Regions from separate parts of the Mus musculus genome. Here region 1 is linked to region 2. Evidence: chromatin contacts called from public HiChIP or PLAC-seq data. All regions are on one chromosome and are shown on one strand. The core of a region is the stretch at or near the end of the contact, and the rest is flanking DNA. Distances in the headings are between cores, read along the strand shown. Region 1 holds the start of Pkdrej (polycystin (PKD) family receptor for egg jelly). Region 2 has its middle 3.7 kb from the start of Gm34337.

Evidence for each region. HiChIP or PLAC-seq counts read pairs in DNA pulled down with a chosen protein or histone mark.
Region 1: a contact with region 2 is called in an H3K27ac HiChIP or PLAC-seq map of acute myeloid leukemia, with 5 times the contacts expected there. The contact joins the promoter of Pkdrej here to the enhancer-like site in region 2. A contact is called at or near these places in 12 of 39 promoter capture datasets (the 3T3-L1 cell line, 3T3-L1-derived adipocytes, the C10 cell line and 7 more) and 5 of 115 datasets of contacts at active chromatin or transcription factors (the SCID.adh cell line, acute myeloid leukemia, bone marrow-derived macrophages and 1 more).

The regions. Positions count from the first base shown.
Region 1 is chr15:85,820,431-85,823,350 of GRCm38.p6, reverse strand. It overlaps Pkdrej (polycystin (PKD) family receptor for egg jelly), which reads left to right and starts at 1,618. Exons shown (of 1, transcript NM_011105.2): 1 at 1,618-2,920. The coding sequence starts at 1,618.
Region 2 is chr15:85,315,147-85,318,202 of GRCm38.p6, reverse strand. No RefSeq gene overlaps it. Among named protein-coding and RNA genes, the nearest start is that of Gm34337, 3.7 kb to the right of the region's middle. Within about 2 kb of position 1,257, at least 7 of the 459 cell types and tissues checked have an H3K27ac peak or open chromatin away from gene starts, as enhancers often do.

The DNA of each region.
Region 1 (2,920 bases), core at 369-2,868, 500 kb before region 2:
TTCTGGACCTATTCTCTAATCATAGCATTGTTAATTAGAGATCAATAAGCACAAGATTTCTTTTTATTTATTTATTTATTTATTTATTCTATGTATGAGTACACTGGTGTGTCAGACACACCAGAAGAGGGCATCAGATCCCATTACAGATGGTTGTGAGCCACCATGTGGTTGCTGGGAATTGAACTCAGGACCTCTGGAAGAACAGAGGTCATCTCTCCAGCGCCACAAGAGTTCTACATGAACTCCAAATGCTTGCAACTAACAACACCCTTTGGAATATACGGGTACAAACAAAATACTAGGAGAATTAGAAATATTTTAAAGGAAAGATGGCCAAAAATACAATAAGCGTGTAGGATGTACTTAAATACTGTATAGTAGGGACTTTATAGTTTTAAACACAGTAGGAGAAGGAAGAAGTAAGAAGAAGAGGAAGAGGAGGAAGAAGAGGAGGAAGAAGAGGAGGAAGAAGAGGAGGAAGAGGAGGAGGAGGAGGAGGAGGAGGAGGAGGACTAGGACGAAAGGCTCCATCTTTGAGCCAAAATGTCAAGTTAGGAAACTAGAGCCTCGGCTGCAGCTCAGGGGTATGGCCATCATTCCTGGAGACCCAAGGTTTGATCTTCAGTAACTTCTCCCTTTTAAACTACACAGTTCTTTTTAGCTAGGTTCGTTCTTTTTAGCTAGGTTAGGTAGTACACACTTGTGATCTACCACCTAAGAGGCTGAAGCTGAAGAATCTCCAGTTGACACAGTCTAAAACAAACAAATAAACAAACAAACAAACAAACAAATAAGCAAACAATACATTTAAAAGTGAAGGAAAGGGAAAAAACAAACCAAACCAATAACAACCAACCCAAACCTAACCAACAACCCCACCTCCACGCCCCCTTTCCCCAAACAACCAAGTGTCAGATATCCCTGCACTGGTCTGAGGGGGCTGGCAAGGCCCTCCAGACTTCATTATTTTGGAACCGGTTTTCCCGTGGGAGAGGAATTTCTGCTAAGAAGTTTTCTTGGTGTGTCCAGTTTTAAAAAGAAGAAAAGAAGGGGGTGGGGCGGCAGAGCACGGGATTAAACTCATTTAGCAAGGCCTGATCCTGGAGTAGATCCATCAGTATGGGAAGAAAGAGGTGGTTGGAAACAGTCTTGAGCCCCTCTGCCGCCTAGTGTATAGTGACCTACCTTGCACCTACCTTCCTGGAGATGCTGCTGTCCTTAGCATGTCCTTCTTGGTCCTGAGAATCTCCACTTCTCTGGAAACCCATTGTTCTGTGACTTCCCACGTTCTCCTTGTGTGTGGTTCTCCTTGGTCCTGAGATCCTTGATGACCCTGAGAGCCCACTGTTCCTGGGAACTCACTGCCCTTTGGGACCCACCGCCCCTGGGAACATACTGTCCCTTAAACTCACTAGCCCTGGGAACCCCACTGTCCCTGAGAGTGTACTGTCCCCGAGAGAACCCACACCTCGGGTGAACCGCCTTATTCCGGAGTGGCGGAGCACGCTGCCCCTGCCCCGCGGCGAGCTGCGCGCCCATCCCCTCCCGGTACGCTCGCTCGCGGCCCAGCCCAGCGTCACGGCCGTTGCGCCCGGCAGCTCCTGGCGGGGAGTCATGTGGCCGGGCCCCGCGCTGCTGCTCCTGGGCCTGGGCCTGGGTCTAGGCAGCCAGCCGCCACCCACCGGCCCTCGCGGGCTGCCGGGCGTGCTCAGGGGCGCCCCGGGGTTGGGGCAGGGCGCGGAGAGCAGCGTCCGGGGCGGTGACACCGGGGGCCTGTCCCCGCGTGCAGCCCCGCGCCACGCCAGCCCTACGCCGCCCCGTAGGTGTCCCTCGGGCGCAGCTGCACGCGTCCTCCTGAAAGTCAACTCTTCGGACCCCGCAGCCGCCAAGGCTAACGTGTCCTGCCAGACGGCCCCCTGTATCATGCAGCCAGTGAAGATCAACAGGAAGGACCAGAACGCTCCCCTTATCCTGAGCAGAGACGAGGAAGCCACCCTCAATATCACTGTGCGTTGGTACTGTCCTGATGCCTTGGTCATTCGCAAGAGCTGGGTGTACTTTTCGGTGGCCTCTGTGAACGACACCCCTGATTGGAACCGACCTGTGCTCTTGCCGCAGGTGGCAGTGTCTAAGGGTTTCTCCCTCCACATCCCCAAATATGCCCTGCCTTACGGGGTGTATGTGTTTAACTTTACGCTGTCCATCTTCAGGTGGGACCTCGCCTGGCCCACGGTGACAGGCTCGGATATCATCTACATTTGGGTTAGAAAACGCCCCCTGAAGGCTGTTCTTCTTGGAGCCCCCAGAGTAACCGTGAAGTTCTCCGATGAACTGATTCTGAATGGAAGCATGTCCTACGACCCAGAGGCAGACATCCCCACATGGGGACTCCAGTTTTTTTGGTATTGTACCACAAATCCAAGATACTATAGTGGCAACTATGTATTAGTGATCAACCAGGCTGTCTGCCACCCAGAGCAGGATTCACTGAACTGGCCTTGGGCAGTGGGCTCTGTACTAACCATTCCACCAAAAACTCTTAGGGGCAATGGTGTGTATTACTTCAGAATGGTGGTACAGAAGCAAAACAGAACTGCATTTTCTGATAAAACTGTACACGTGCTCCAGGGGCTTCAGCCCAAGGCACACATTTCCTGCATTGAAAATTGTGGCCCCACGTTAGGTGTGTCAGATAGATTTTCTCTGTTTCTGAACTGCCCAAGTTGTGGCCGCCAGGATTTGTATAGCTGGTCCATTTTGTCTCTAACGGGCCATGAAGTGATGTTTGACTGGGCAGGGCAAGCAATCACCAGGAGGAATGGACCTTATTTGTCCATAAAAGCTTTTGCCTTTAGGAATTTTTTGGAAAATAGGGTTTGGGTTTCCCTGATTCTGAAATCTTGGAGTGGTATGACCA
Region 2 (3,056 bases), core at 8-2,507:
CCACAGGGCAACAGGTGGGGGAGGAGGCTCTGAGCTGGAGCCAAACCAGTCTTGAGTTGTTCCTGGGACTCAGTTTCTCACTTGTCAAATGGTACTGACATCTGCTTTGCCTGCTACAAGGCTGTCGGGAGAAGAAATAAACTACTTCTTCCTCTTCTTCTTCTTCTTCTTCCTCTTCTTCTTCTTCTTCCTCTTCTTCTTCTTCTTCTTCTTCTTCTTCTTCTTCTTCTTCTTCTTCTTCTTCTTCTTCTTCTTCTGTTTTTCAAGACAGGGTTTCTCTCTATAGCCCTGGCTGTCCTGAAACTCACTTTGTAGACCAGGCTGGCCTCGAACTCAGAAATCCGCCTGCCTCTGCCTCCGGTGTGCTGGGATTAAAGGTGTGCGCCACCACCGTCCGGCAGAAATAAACTTCTTAAAAGGCTCCATGGATGAGGAGATTCACTCTTGGGGAAAGTTAATATACACCATCTCTTTCTCTTTCCCTACAATTTCCACGATAACCAGTGTGATTTCCTCTTTGTCTCCTTCTCCCTCCTCCCCTATCCTTCCTTATCTCTCTTTTCTCCATCCCTCCCTACTCCTTCTCCTTCTCTTCCCCCTCATCTTCCCCCTCCTCTTCCTCTCCTCTTTCCCCTCCTCTCCCTCCTCTCCCTCCTCCTCCTCTTCCTCCTCCTCCTCTTCCTCCTCCTCCTCTTCCTCCTCTTCCTCCTCTTCCTTCTCCTCCTCTTCCTCTTTCTTCTCCTCCTCTCCCTCCTCCTCTTCTCCTTCCTAAGACAGATTCTCATTATGCAGCCCAAGCAGTCTGGAACTTGGGGTCCCCTGCCTCTGGGATTACAGATATGCACCACCCTGTCTGTCTGTCCCAGCTTCTTACAACAAATATCCTGCCCACGTGGAACCTCCAAGCTGGGCTCGAGGAGCAAACTCTCCCTCAGAGGCTGCCTCACTCCTGCCATTCAGCCCATCCAAGTGGCTGAGCAGGGCCCCACCTTCAAGCACTGGCATCTTTGCCTGGAGCACTGCCCAATCCTGTGTCCCAGGCACATCCCTGACAGGCCCTGTCTGGCTTTAAGAGGTACAGATGGACAGTGGTCAGTGTCCCCCTCAGTGGGAGGGGGAGGGGCAGACACGTTCTGTGACGTGTTTGCCATGAGGCTAGTGTTTCATATGTTAGCCACTGTCATTACCACAGGTTTCCCCACCCCACTGCCACCAACTACATGGTCATCTCTGTCCTCTGCCACCTTAGGAGAGTGACATGACTCAGTGGCCTTGTCTAGACTCCCCCAAGGATGAACGCCAGCCCAGAATGACTATCCCCATCTTCGGGTGCTTTCCAACTTGGTTTTTCATTGTTTCTCTTTTCACACGCATAGCCAACACCACACAGACAGCACCCCAGATAAACAATGTTAAGTAATTGATGGGTTGCCCCTCCTCGTCCCCCCTTGAGACTTCTGGGAGAGATGTTTGTACATGACCCGGGATGAACGGAAGCAGACTGGATGGGGAGGGGATTGGAGTCCCCAGCTACTCCCCTAGAGCCAAGAGGCCTTTGCTCCACACTGGCGTCTCTTGTCTCTGCCTCCAAGCGACAGTGCACGCCTTGCCCTGCACCAGAGTGTCCTGTGTCTTTCCCCTGTGCCCCGACAAAGCCTGTGCCACGACAAAGCCTGTGCCACAGTGTAAATCGACACTGCCCCCCAGCCTCTCCAGGCAGCTCCTGCACCCAGTCTGACTTTATCATCTTGGGCATTACAACACCTTGTTTCTTTTATGGTCACAGCCACTCTAGTTTTGAATATTTTCTTATCTCTGTCATCTGTTTACTTTGCTCTGTTCAATGACATTTAGCCAAAACATTTTGCACTCTGCTGTCTTCAGGGAATACAGAGGTTGCAGAGACTCGGGGTGTCAACCTAGAAGGCATGACAGACCAAGGCAGGCAGGCAGAGGTGGTTGGCAGGTACCACACCTGGAGATCAGGAGCTGAGACACTTTTTTTTTCCCTGTGGCAGGGACACAAGGAGGCCACAAGAGCCCAGAGCAGCACCAGGCCTCCTCTTCTGTCTCAGAGGCTCAGAGTGGGTCCTTTCTAAGGAATGCTAGGTGTTTTCTACCTCGGAGGTAGCATCATTGTAAAGTGAACATGTTACAGGGAAAGGGGTCCCCCAAAGAAGGGAAAACCTGCTGGGGAGACCAAGCAGGGAAGACAGACAGAAGCATGACTGTCTGCAATGGAGAATTCCGAAATGTGCTGGAGGCAGCTCAAAATAAAAATAAAAATAAAAATAAACTACCAATCTGAAGAAAGCTACACACTGCCCGGAGCACAACAAGCAGCCATTGGAGGCCACAGAGTGCCACCTGGTGGCCATCAGGGGAAATGCTTTGTGTAGGTCTCTGGGTCCACGTCAAGTCCCAGACACTGGTTGGAAGTCTCTAGGGTCCATCGAGAAGTGGAGAGAGAGGGGGCGGGGAGGTGGAGGGGAGGGAGAAGGGGAGAGGAGGGGGAGGGGGAGAGGGAGAGGGAGAGGGAGTTCTGCCCCATAATTCTCTGTGGATTTTCTCCCTCTGCCAGCCCCCAGACCACCACCACACACACCCCTTTCTCTACTCCTAGCAGAGATTCACAGCCATCCGAAAGCCCAGCTCTCAGCTCCGGATTGTGCTGGCGGTAGTGCTCACAGAGAAAAGATTCTAGTTCGAGCTAACCACAAAAGTCTGGGCTAGGAATGTCTCCCTGCTCCTTCTCAAAGTCGGCTTCTCTTCTGTGGTATCCCGTTTGTTTTTGCGCCGACTTCTGTTTTTCATGCAGCCCCTAAGAAGGGCTTTCTCATTCCTTGGCAAACACGGCTAAGTGTCCCTGCCTCCTCATTCTTTAGGGTGGGATCTCTAAACCAGGCCAATTTTACCCTGGACAACCCTTGACAATGTCTGAAGAAGACCTTCTGGGCCGTCACACCTGGTGGAGGGAAGCCGCTGCTGACCCCTAGTGAGAAGAAGCAGGTGATTCAATGTCAAGGCCCACACACCAGCCGTGCCAAGGTCACCAG